2 separate regions of the Mus musculus genome follow, and region 1 is linked to region 2. A link is a contact called in public promoter capture Hi-C data. All regions are on one chromosome and are shown on one strand. Each heading gives the region's core, a stretch centred on a gene start, on an enhancer-like site or on the middle of the called end of the contact. The rest is flanking DNA. Distances are from core to core; before and after follow the strand shown. Region 1 holds the start of Lrtm2 (leucine-rich repeats and transmembrane domains 2). Region 2 overlaps Cacna2d4 (calcium channel, voltage-dependent, alpha 2/delta subunit 4).

Evidence for each region. Promoter capture Hi-C pulls out the DNA fragments that hold promoters and counts their contacts.
Region 1: a contact with region 2 is called in a promoter capture Hi-C map of hippocampal neurons, with 3 times the contacts expected there. The contact joins the promoter of Lrtm2 here to the enhancer-like site in region 2. A contact is called at or near these places in 2 of 39 promoter capture datasets (hippocampal neurons and macrophages), 6 of 484 Hi-C or Micro-C datasets (Th1 cells, brain, cerebellar granule neurons and 3 more), 4 of 115 datasets of contacts at active chromatin or transcription factors (embryonic stem cells, forebrain, neural progenitor cells and 1 more) and 3 of 9 other capture datasets (adipose tissue, liver and pancreatic islet).

What each region holds. Positions count from the first base shown.
Region 1 is chr6:119,328,602-119,335,258 of GRCm38.p6, forward strand. Lrtm2 (leucine-rich repeats and transmembrane domains 2) reads right to left here and starts at 2,165. Exons shown (of 5, transcript NM_172492.3): 1 at 1,894-2,165. All of the region lies in intron 26 of Cacna2d4 (calcium channel, voltage-dependent, alpha 2/delta subunit 4), which reads left to right.
Region 2 is chr6:119,279,127-119,285,332 of GRCm38.p6, forward strand. Cacna2d4 (calcium channel, voltage-dependent, alpha 2/delta subunit 4) reads left to right here. Exons shown (of 38, transcript NM_001033382.3): 17 at 2,494-2,580; 18 at 3,053-3,124. Among named protein-coding and RNA genes, the nearest start is that of Gm52874, 33 kb to the right of the region's middle. Within about 2 kb of position 1,760, at least 17 of the 459 cell types and tissues checked have an H3K27ac peak or open chromatin away from gene starts, as enhancers often do. A contact at or near this core is called in cerebellar granule neurons, cerebral cortex, cortical neurons and 2 more, where this site is marked.

The DNA.
Region 1 (6,657 bases), core at 915-3,414, 50 kb after region 2:
CCTAAGCACATGCTGCGCTGTGAAGCAGTTTCTAAACCCCTTCTGCTTGGACCAGCCACACGCCCTTCCTCCAAATTCCTCTCATTCTGCTTGGACCAGCCACACGCCCTTCCTCCAGGTTCCTCTCATTCTGCTTGGACCAGCCACACGCCCTTCCTCCAGGTTCCTCTCAGTACGCTGTCTTATCCCCGCCAGCTTCTTGAGCCACTTTCCTTGTGAAATTCTTCCTGTCTCTGACAGAAAGAAACCTTGGAAAGCAGAGTAGGAAGGAAACCCAACACACACGGGGTTGCTCTGTGCCGCTGAAGAAGCCATTGAGGACCCGGGAGGCTCCCACCATTCAACTGCCTCCCTGGGCAGGTGCCAAGGAAGATCACTCACTCCACACCCAAGCCTCATCCTGGCTCCCCGCTCTTCCCAGCCACACACACACACACACACACACACACACACACACACACACACACAATCACCCATTCCAGCGCCTTCCTTTGCCACCCACCTGACTAAAGCAAGACCCTGACTCTGGGTCTTGGCACTTGGAAAATGAGACTAGGGTAAGCTTGTCCTGAGCGCAGACACATCCTCTAGCCAAACCTCAAAGAACACAGCTGGGGGGGGGGGTGGCTTAAGAAGCCCGTCTCTTTGCCTGTCCTGCCTGGTTTTCCTGTCTCCCTCTTCTGGCAGAGCCGGAGCCCTCCTGCAGTGGGAAGGTGGGGGTGGGAGCGCTGGGCTCTTCTTGGCAGCTTGGAAGCTGATGTTGGATTTCCCTACCAGCTGGACTTCCCCCGCCCAGCGCCACATGCTGGCTCCTTCCCCTCCCCCCACCTGCTGTAGTTATCTAAGCTGTGGGCCTGTCAATCTGAGTCACACAAGGCAATGCCCAACAAACCCTGGCAGCCTGGTGCCAACATCCCCACCACCACCCTGGAATGCAGACAGCTGGGGGTGGGAGGCAGAGCAACCAATCAGAGCCCAGTCCCAGACCTGCCGGCCATACAGGAATTTGAACTGCAGATTCCTGGGCAGAATTCAGCGTTATGAAATGGGCCTGGGGCTCCTGAGAAGCAGTGTCCTGCTCCGAGTTGGCCATCCATGCCCATATGAGCCAGGCAGCAGGTGAATGTGACCTCGCTGTACGCTGCCCCCTACACTAAGCACCCGGGGCTTGGAAGGCATCTGACCCACCTGCTGCAAAGGGCATTATGCAGTGGTGGACCACCTAAGCATCTCGGGCTCCTGGTTTGTTTGGCCATCTAGTGTGCTAAAAATCAAGGCCTGGGTTTGTAAGGAAGAACTACCAGACACCCCTCCTTCACTCCCAGCCACACCCCCACCAAGGAGGCTCTATCAGGACTGCAAAGACTATTCCAACTAGGAAGGGCTCCTTTGCACCCTTGTTCAAGGACAGCTACCTCGGGGCCAGCAAGGCCAGCAAGAGCAACTGGTATAAAGGTCCAGCCTGCGCCTCCTCACTCAGTGGGTCCTCCACCCTCCACCCTCACTCAGGCCTCTCAGAATGCCAGCCTGTTTCCAACACCCAAGCTGTCTCCCCCTCCCATAGCTGCCGCTCCTCCCGCTGCAGGGACATTTCCATGCTACCCGGGGCCATCATGTGGCACCAGCACTGCTCTCCTCCCTGTCCCCTCCTCCATACCCCCTCCTTAGCAGAATACACCGCTATGTCCCCAGCACTAAGGAGTCAGAGTTCCTAATGCTCTGTACCTTTGGGTTGCCCAGGTTATCTGGTCCTAAGTGGTTCCCCCACCCCACCTCAGCAACTGCCCTGGGAAGAAAGCCCTGATCATCGTGCAGGGACAGGTGGTCCCTAGTTCCCATACCCAAGCCCTTTGCGCCAACCCCATTCTCTCCCAGAAGCCGCTCACAACTCACCTTTTTGCACCGGGACCTGATGCTCAGACCAGGTAGCCGGACACACGGGCAGCTTGGCAGGCAGAACGCAGGGATGTCCGGTCTGGTTCAGGGCAGCGGGAGACTGGGCAGCGCCTGTGAAGGAGGCGGACCCGCAGGCTGAGCTGCCGCTGCCGGGGAGGGGGCTGCGGGGTCAGCGACAAACTGAAGCGAAAGAGGGAGGGCGGGAGGAAGACAGACCGAAGAGGGGGAGAGGTAGAAGGATCAGAGCGCGCGTGCTCAACAGCAAGCAAGCAGAGGGAGGAGAGCGCGCAGCGGAGTGACAGCTGGGGCGCATCTGCGATGGCGGGCGCGCGCACCGGCCTCCGAAGCTCTGTGGCAGCAGGAGAGCGTTTGTGGGTGAATCTCCGCTGCCCCAGACTACAGGTACTACAGGTACCCTTATCTCCTCTCACCTCCCAGGAGCGGCCATCTCTGGCTGTCTAGAAGGCAGGACCTTCCAAGGGGTACAGGACCCAAAACACAGCCCCGCTGACTGTCTTGGATCTTAGACCTGCCGGAACACTAGGTCTGTCTCCTGTGTCAGACCCCAGTTCTGATAAGGAAAAACCAGCTCCTTAAAGGCTGAGTTCCTCTTACAAGAGGAACGCTGAGGGTCCTCAGAGATGCCAAGGCAACAGAAAGCCCTTTAGACAAGGGGCTGAGTCTGTAGATGTGACCACCCTTGGCCAGGACTATTTGGGAGAGAGAGGTGTCAGAGCACGCAGCTGCAACCTGAAGGAACAACAAGCAGAGACCATGTGCCTCTGTGCACACGGGGAACTGAAGGAGCTGGCCTTGGTGGTCTAAGACCTCTCTCCCAATCAAGACAGAGCAAGTCTAACACATTGCCATTCACTGGCATAAAGAGTGTTCCTTCCAATGCGGGGCTGAGCCAGAGGCTAAGCCAGAAGAGAAGCTGGACTTCCCAGCCTGCAGCCTGAAACAGGCCTCATTCCTTTACATCCTGCCTGTTCAGCAGATGATCTAGCTTGTAGGTAACACAGCATGAATATGTATCTCAGGGTCCTTTCTCTATGTTATATGCAGGGCTGGGCGCGCCTTGATTCAGGACTGCAATCCAGCAGAGCTGAGAGAGTCCCCATCCTCTCTGAAGTTCCCTGTGCCTGCCCTTTCAACAAGGCAACCAGCCACTACCCTAACACTCTCCCAGCTCCTGCCTCAGCAAAACAGACCCTTCAGGAGCACGGTGATCTCTGTGCATAGTGATCTATCCCTGCCTTAAAAACTCAGCTCTGGAAGGTGGGGGTGGGGGCAAGATGGCTCTCCTAGCAGGTAGCAGCACTTGCTGTCAAGCCTAATAGCCTGGGGTCAACCCCGAGAACCCACATGGAGATAAGAGACTCCCACAGGCTGTCCTTGGGATGGACACACACACACACACACACACACACACACACACACACACACACACCATATAAGTAAAATTAACAGCAACACCCAACATCCCTCTACAGGGATTTTTTTTCTCTGTACCACTTTATAGTTCTGATCACAGAGGAGTCCGTGTGGTAGCTTTTTGTCCTGTATTGTGAGCTGTTTGGGGGTAACTTGCCTTACCTTTCCCTATCACCCACAGCTCTATGCCCTCCTGTTGGTTAAATCTATGCTTTTGCTTCTCAAGTAGTTAGCAGCTGAGCAGTTACCCCGTGCTGAGTTCTCAACTTACAGAATAAGCAGGTGGGTTGAGCTCTGAAATTGCCTCCACCCAGGAATCCTAGGATGCTGGCACTCCCTGAGTACCTTCCAGGCCACTGCTATCAGCTGCACAAATCAGGCCCCTCCCTCACAGTCCCTGTTTAGCCAATCATAGGCCAAGAAGGATCAACACAGGTGCAGAGGCCAGCAGGGGAAAATTGGTGCTCCAGATGTGTGTGTGTGTGTGTGTGTGTGTGTGTGTGTGTGTGTGTGTGTGTGTGTGTGTGTTCCTGTACTGGTTTGTGTGTGCTTTGCTTTGTTTGAGTGCCATCCCTGATGTGTGTTTGTGTGTGTGTGTGTGTGTGTGTGTGTGTGTGTGTGTGTGTGTGTGTGTGTTGCTGTACTGGTTTGTGTGTGCTTTGCTTTGAGTGCCATCCCTGATCACAAAGTAGCACCAGAGATCAGGGGTGAATACCCTGTTAAGGCCCCCAGCTGCCTGTGGTCTTACTGAGGTGTTCTGTCAGGCTATGAGCCCAGAGGAAAACACAGGAGGTCCCTGTGGAGGGACCGAAGGATGGGAAGACAGCTGGGACAGGAAGGACAAGGGCAGGGGAAGGACTCAGGTAAGCTGTGGCAGGTGGGTAGACATCCGAGACTTACCCTTCACCTGGCAGGTTCCTCAAAACTAAGGTCAAGGTCTAAGATGGGGACCAATCAGACCCAACCATAAAGAAAGCTCTCTTAACGATCCCAGGAAAGCCACTCAGCAAGGCTTCCAACCCCGCGACTCCTCATCAAACATTGTGGGCAGATGCAGCCACACAACAGGTAGCCCGAGGTGACTCAGGAAGATTGTCTGTCCTCCCAGGCACTTCGGTGAATGTGCCAAGAGCCTCTGGTCCCTAGAGTCTACCACAGCAAAAGGACAGGGATGCTGGCTGAAGGCTGAGCTCCCCGTCTGTGGGTGTGCTGGGACAGGACCAGAGCCTGGGAATACGAGCCTCTGGCAGGGCAGATCCCTGGCTGGAGATTCTTGTGCCCGTGCTCCCTTCCCACTTCTGTCTCAGCACCTTGCCCTTCTTACCAGAAGGAAGGAAGGTCCACTTTGTTTCTCACTTAAATCTCTCATTTCCCAGTGGTTTGCTAAAGGGCTTGGGGCACAGAGATAAATCTCTTAGGTGGCAGGTCACTGTGACTAATGAAATGGTGCTCCAGAGGGGAGGAGGAGTCTGGGAAGGTCTGGGAAGTGAGGTCACCCATGAACTCGCCTCCCAGTCAAGTGCTGACACATTTATTTACTTAGCCCAAGAAACATTTACTGAGCCCTGTTATGTGACAATGTGACTCTAGGTCTAGAGTCAGAGCGCAGCCTGCTTGCCCTCTGTGAACCCCACTCCATGCAGTGAGACATCAGCCACATAAACAAATCTCCTCACTTAGAAAACAAAACAGCAGTGAGAGAAAGGGGGAGGGGTGAGGGGGAGGGATGGGGGAAAGGGGAGAGAGGAAGGGAGAGGAGGTGAGGAAGAGAGAGAGGAAGAGACAGAGCAAGGGAGAAAGGGAGAGAGAACAAATAATGAGGGAGGGGGAAGGGAGGAGAGGAAGAGAGAGAAGGAGAAAGCAAATAAGGGAGAGAGGGAGGGAGACGGAGGGGTGGGGAAGAGGTTAAGAGGGAGGGAGAGAGGGGAAGAAAGAAGGAGAGGGAAAAAAGGGAGAGAGAGAGAGACAGAGAGACAGAGAGACAGAGAGACAGAGAGCCTGCAAATGATGATGGAGAAGGCTGCTTTATCTGGGGAGATCAAGGCAGTCTGCCACATGCTGAGACTTGAGTTGGTTTTAGAGAGTTGAGATCTGATTATGCCAGCCAGCCGTGCTGAGGTCTAGAGTAAGAGCATTCCAGAAAGACACATCTGACGTGATGCCCTGAAGTAGAATGAACTGACCTGTTTGAGGAAGACAGTGATTCAGGCTGAAGTCAAAGGCATCAGCAAGGCTGCCTCGTGCATGGGTTTGCAGGGATCTAAATTCTGCTCTAAATGGGAAGGTTGGGTGGGGGTCAAGTGAAGGAGTGGTGGGGTCTGGCCTTCTGAGAGATCTTCTGAGAGATCTTCTGAGAGATCTCATATGGAGAATGGATCAAAGAAAGGCCAGAGGAGGGAACTGGAACCCTAAAAGCACATTGCAAGAGAAGGTTGGCTTGGTGGTCGCAGCAGAAATAAGCAGTATGTGTGTGTGTGTGTGTGTGTGTGTGTGTGTGTGTGTGTGTGTTTTCAGTGTGTACTTATTTTGTTATGGCGTCCTGGAACCAAGGTCTTCAGAACAGAGGTGAACCAAGAGAAATGACCACCATGGAAGGAATGAGTCTTGAAAGGCAGACAGTACAAGGAGAGGTAGAGGGTGGGCTGTAATATACCGAATTCTGCAGTGGGTAGACAGTTGACCTTGTACGTAGGAGCTGGGGCTGGAACTGCCGAGAGTCTGCCCTTCACCCAGCCCTGAAGCCTGACTCTCACTCAGGTAGAAGCAAACCCTACCTTCTCCAGACTTCCCTATTAGAGTCACTGGCACCTTCTCCATCTTGGAAATTGCATGGTTCCATGGGCCCCACCCTGAGCCACTGAAGAAAGAGGAGAGTTCCATTCTGGAGATTCTCTGGGACCCTTTGACTACTAGAGCCCAGGATGAAGTCATAAGCTCCCTTCCATCCCAAGGGGTCGACTGCCCTCAACATCAGCACCGCTGCCCTCTGCTTGTGCTGGGAAGCAGGAAGGGTTTCTGCAGGTGAAGGAAGTCTGTGTGGTGAGCACCCAGGGCAGTCCTCAGTGAGAAAGGGAGAAGGGCAGAACGGGGGGCTCCTGCACCCTCAGGGGACAAGTGAGAGCTGAGTGCCACCACACTTGCTGGGACAGAGCATTTGCCCACTGGGGATGGCATGTCCATGGCTTCTCCTCAGGGATCTACCTGCCCACCAACCCCTTTCAGCCACCGGGACCAGCTAGCCTGGCTGCCCCTATCACAGAGGCTCCCCATACCCACCTCAGAAATCGAGTGACTTTAGAATGTCTTAGGCAGGTGGCATAGTGATGA
Region 2 (6,206 bases), core at 510-3,009:
AGGGCAGTGAAGGCTCCCTGGGTGTGCCTTCGATGTCGCCTAGGACCCCTGTCCCCTTCTGACTCTGTCCAGGAGCTGTGGGTATTTTCACATGAGTTCTCCCAAGCACCTGGTGTCTGAATACTCTACATCCAGGGATTGGCCCTGTCCACAGGGGCAATAGCCACATTGCTGGTGTGAGGCTGAAGGGATAAGGGGGGAGTGTATCAGATGGCCTGGAGGCATCTTAAACCTACTGTCTTCTGACTTCTGAGGAACCCCAAGAGGCTTGGATAGCAGAATTGACAAAGGGGCTTCTCTGCCTCGGGAGTCATTTGGGGAGACCAGCTGAACTAAGTCTCATGGCAGTTAGCTCAAGTGGATACAGAATCTCCTAAGACATCTGACTGAACCACTCAAGGCAAGTGGTAGGGCTCAGATGGGAGACACATTGGTCCATCCCCACTCTCTTCCCAATTCAGACTCAACAGGGCATTTATCTAAACCCATAATGGACAGCCTTATACTAACAGGTTCTTGGACCAGTGCTATCAAGTGACTCACAGAGAGAGAACATGTAGGTTGATCCTAGAGTTGACATTTAGAATTAGGGGACATACAGCATTAAGGGACATACAGAATTAAGGGACATGAATCAGAAACCCATGTGCATGCATCCATCTCGGTAACTTACATGAATAATGCTTTCACTGGCCAGTTCATATTGGGGACCTACTGTGTGCCTGACATTATCGTGCTAGTAAGAGTGCTGTAATCAGAAGAACATATCTAATCAAAATCTAATGTGTGAAGACATGTAAACAAAATGAACTGCTTACCAAAGGACACAGTGGGGCTTACACTCGGTACTGCTTAAGGAAAGTATTATCAGGAAAGCAAATGGTGAAGTTACAGAAAGCAAAATAATAAAGAATATTCCTAACAGTAGAATAAGAAAGGTCAAGAGACATGCTGGGGGCCTAAAAACCTTTCTATGTCAGTGTCCCCAACCAAATGAAGTCATATGCTTATTCTGAGAGGCTTAGGATGGGCTATAATCTGTTAGGTGTAGCTGAGACAATGGCACTGGGCTGTTGCCAGAGAGACAGCTCAGGTAGAAGACAGGGCAGCACTAAGGACTCTGGACCTCTGGAAGGCTGAGAATAGAACATTGTGTGGGCCAGGAGTAAGGAGGTGCTCAGAGCAGGGACAGTGGAGTGACATCAATACTACAATCAGGAGAGAAGAAAACAAAACCCAAGTAAATGAAATAACCAGCAGAAATAAGATACATAATGATGGTGACTTCAACTCCCAAACATCTACCGGAGACCCATTTACAGAAGTAGATGGTGCTATTTTTAAGATGCTCTGGTGATAAACTCTCCTCTTTTATTGATGGCACTACTAAACTCAACCAGGGAAGTACCATGGGCGTAATTACAGATAACATGATGATATCTGTCAGGGAGAGAGAGTGAGAAAGAGCAAAAGAGGGAGAGAGGGAGAGAGGGAGGAAGAACAAGAGAATGATTCTGCTCGGAGAATTGGTTCAGGGATCTGTGTCAAATTTTGGAGACAGGTGGTTATTAAGCACTGCAGATCTGCGCTTGAATCTGACCAATTTAAATTAAAAAAGAAAACACTATCAAGATGAGCTGCTTCTGCAGATGCCTTGAAATCTGGAGGAGAAACTGATTGCTCATGAAGCATTCTAAAATGATCATCTGAGATTAACAAGATGAAATACATGAGAAATAGGTGGGCGCTCTGCAAACTGAACACCCACGCGTGGGAGAGCACCACGTGAGAACACCGAAGGGATTTGCCTGGCTTATGGCGCCATCTGGGCATCCAAGCTGGCCTGGCTGTCCGAGCAGCCGGCAGAAGCCCAGGCAGAGGCCACAGTGCTTCAGTTCAAACCACACCTCTCTCTTCTCCTGGCCGGACTCCATGAGCAATATTGATTTCTTCCCAGACAGCTCCATTTTCAGGGTGACATTGACAGAGCTGAGCCATCTTCAGAGAGAGAGCTGAGGTATCTTCAGACTGGAAATGTTTAGCTGGAGACAGTCAAGTCTTAGAAGTGACAAGATTGAGCATCTCAAGCCCTGTCAGGAGGAACACGTTCTAGGTGGCTCCAGATGAAAGCTGACAACAAGAAGTAAGTTAGGAGACAGATTTGAACTCCACAGGAGAGAGAACTTTCTAGTAATAAGACCTGTCCAAACTATGACAAGTTGTCTCTCAAAATAGGGAGGGAGATGCCTGACATGAGAAATGTGTACACATAAACACACACACACACACACACACACACACACCCCAGGAGGCTCAGAGGCCATCTGTGGCACACATTGGTCAAGCTTTGCACTGAGTGTAAGTTTGGTCTGGCTCATTGTGATTATGGGATGCTTTGATTTTATGAGGGTACTTGAAAGATTTTAAAGAAGAGGGAAGGGGAACAGGGTGCATGCTGACCCCACCTTTTCCATCCTGTCTGGCCCACTCCAGTACAGAGAAGGCAAGAAGCTGAGACCCAAACCCAACTACAACAGTGTGGACCTCTCAGAAGTGGAGTGGGAGGACCAAGCTGAAATTGTGAGTAAGAAGCTTTCCCTCATTTAGCCCTGTCACAGGTAGACGAGCACTGGGTGTCCTGGGAATGCCAAGGCCTCTGGGCGAGCAGCTGGGTTCTGTGCCTATGATCCTTTCAGCAACTGTGGATATTGAGCCATGACCCTGGTGTCACAGGTTACTGAGACAGGCTGGCCTATAAGCCCAGCATGGTTTCAGGGTTGTCAAGTTTAACGTCTAAGTCTCCATAGCGCATGCTAGAGGAGATTATGTCTCAGCAACACAACCCTATGTTCCAGAGCATCCATTCCTCAAAGCCCCGCCTCAGTGAGAGCCCACAACTGTGAGGCAGTGGCACCTGGACTCAGGTCCATCTTCCCTCCTAGAAGTCTGCTCAGAGGCAAAGGGAAGACCCAGTGTCCCAGGGATCCTAGGACATGGTCAGAGCCCAAATCCAGGTGAATAGGCACCAATCCCCTTTTCTTTCCTCTTAAAGCTGAGGACCGCCATGATCAATGGGGAAACCGGGTCTCACTCCATGGACGTGAAGGTGCCACTGGACAAAGGGGTAAGGAGCTAGTGACAGTGCCTGTGAGGTTCAATCGGGCAGCACTGAACCTGGACCTGGACTTCATTGTGGCTGGGGGGGGTGTGAAGAGAAAGGGAAAGCCGTGGGGTAGGAAGGGCTCTGTTGATCTCACGGATGCTCGTCTTTGGAGGCCGCTGGGTGTGGAGGTTGCCCAGATCATTGGCAGCTCTTCTTCCCTCTGCTGCCTGCTATTTGGCCCTTTGGTTGTTTATGACAGGAAGGGAGAAAGTGACAGTTAATTTTGCAAACTGCCAGAAGCTCTGCTAAAATGTGTCGCATGGGGAAAAGTTGGGAATGTTCACTCCTCCCTTAAGCTGATTTCCATCCAAACACTGAGGACAGAAACAAATTCCCTTACTACAGAGAAGCAAAACCGGAAACCCCCTGCTGCCTCTACAGACCTGTGTGTCATTAGAAAAGACCGTTTCATCTTCTCCCTCGAATGATTCTGACGCATCCTCTGAATTCACACGGCCCCCTGACATATTAACAAATGTCACCTCCTCCTGTACAGCCACCCCCACCGCCTCCTTCCTTACCCACCTGCCTCCGCTCAAAGAACACAGCATCTGTCTGCAGCAATTAGACCTGAGTTCTTGCCTTGTACACAGATCTCTGCAGAGGACAAACTGAGAGGCGCTGGCCAGTGTCCCTTCTACATAGGGTATTTGATCTCCACCAGGACTGCAGTGGGTCTTTCTGCCCCATCAGGCACAATGGGAATATCAGTAATGCCAGATCAACAGAGATAACTGTTATCAAGAGTCTTGGTCCCTTCTCTGTGTCTTCAACATGTCCTAAGACTCCTGCCGAGTCCCAGCTGCCAGGATATAGAACCTAGCATGAGAAACCTCATGTGCACATGGCCACTTAGCAACCAGAACAGCTGTGCTATGGCCATCACACTGGCACACACAGTGGGCGGAGTTTGCTCTCACCCTTGTCTCCCAGGACCAGGGTCCTCTCAAGGCATCTCCAATGCTCCTCAAAGTCACCAGGCAGAGTCCTAACCAGAACAGGAGTCTCAACTTGTACAGGAACTTCTTCCTGCCTGGGATATTTGCTCATTGCTGCTAATAAGCCATTGCGGTGTGTCAGGACTTCCTTAATCATGAGTGCATCAAAGAAGCAGGATGCTGGTGGCAATGGTAGCTTCAATGCTGGCTTCACAGCACACAGTTGCTTCATCTTCCTTCTGCTAATAGCACTGATAATGACAGTCTCAGAGGTGGGACTGTACACATGCCCATTTATTCAACCGACCTACAAGACAAGTTCCTGACTGTCCCCATCTTACATATGGAGACATTCAGAGAAGTCAGAAATGAGTCTAGGATCACAGCAAATCACAAATTCTAAACTTTGAGACCTGTATACTCACAGTGTCATTGTTTTTTTTTTCTTTTTCTATTCTTTTTGTTGTTGTTGTTGTTGTTTGTTTTGTGTGTGTGTGTGTGTTTGTTTGTTTTTGTTTTTGTTTCGAGACAGGGTTTCTCTATGTAGCCCTGGCTGACCTGGAACTCACTTTGTAGAGCAGGCTGACCTCGAACTCAGAAATTCGCCTGCCTCTGCCTCCCGAGTGCTGGAATTAAAGGCATGTGCCACCACACCCGGCTTCACAGTGCCATTCTTAAAGACTCCAAATTGTCTGGAAAAATATTTCTTTTCTTTATTAGATTAAATTATGAAGTAGCAGGTTTCCTTATGGCAGTTTCTTACATACTTACTTTTAATTAGCTCTCCCCAGTCACCCTCCCCAATCTTCTCATGCCCGGTCCTTGGTTCTCTTCCACATTTGCATTACATTTGTTCTATTACCCTCCCTACCTCTCTCCTTTAAGGTCTCCTTTTCCCTTTCATGTGCTCCTTTCTGGTTTCCTAGCCTCTACACACACTTGGAAATATATATATATATATATATATATATATATATATATATATACATATATATACATATATATACACACATATTTGTGCATGTATGTGTTATTATATATAATTATATGTTTTATATAATATATAGTTATGTGTATTATATAATATATACATATATATATACTTATTTATAATTAGAAGCTAGGACTCACATGTGATAGAAAACACACAGCGTTTTTCTTTCTGGGCCTGTCTATCACACTCAGTGCACTTTCCAGTTCCACCCTGCTCCTTTTTGGCTAGTTCCCTTCCACCCCCGAGACATTGCCCCCATCTGCTTCCTGTCACATGTATTCCCTGACCTTCTTTTCTCCCCTCCTCTACCATGTTACCCGGCCCTTCAGGATTCCCTTTAAAGTTTCATGACCTTTGCACATGGATACCTAAATACTCACGTTTATACGGACGCCCACCCATATGTCATTTTAAATCTAGATCTCACATACGGGTGAACACATGGAGTGTTAGTCTGGCTTATTTCACTTAACACAGTGATCTCCACTTCCATCCATTCTCCTGCAAAAGTTCTGATTTCACTTTTCTTTAGGGAATTCTAAAACTCCTGTGTGTGTGTGTGTGTGTGTGTGTGTGTGTGTGTGTGTGTGTGTGTGTGTGACTTTGTGGCTTCTGTTTTGAAATCTGTTGATGGGCATCTGTAGTGACAAGTTTTGAGAATTCTGGTCTGGGATTTGGGTTTCTTTAAAAAGATTATAAGAATATGTTTTCGTTTTAATCCCGGTGTGGGATATGGAGCTGCTTTGTAGCAGCTGATTGTGATTTGCCTCGTGCTGTAACAGAGGTGTGGTTTTGCCAGCTGCAGAGAGTTTCTGTTTGGAATTCTGAGAATCTTTCAGAGGGTATATAAATGCTAGAGCCCCAATAGGTGGGGTTAGTGGTTGATGTTCGTTCAGGAGTGTTGGTTGTGGTTTGTTAGTTGTGCTCAAAGAAGAACTATGTCTCTATCTCTCCCTCTATCCTGTTTCTCTCCTATCTAGTGTTAGGGGGTGGAATGGGGGGATAAAGGGTGGGGAAAAGAACCCACAAAGTAGCAAAGACCAGCGGCAGACATCTAGGCTGTTCATTTCTTAGCTATGTGAACAGAACAGTGATAAACAAGGAAGGACGA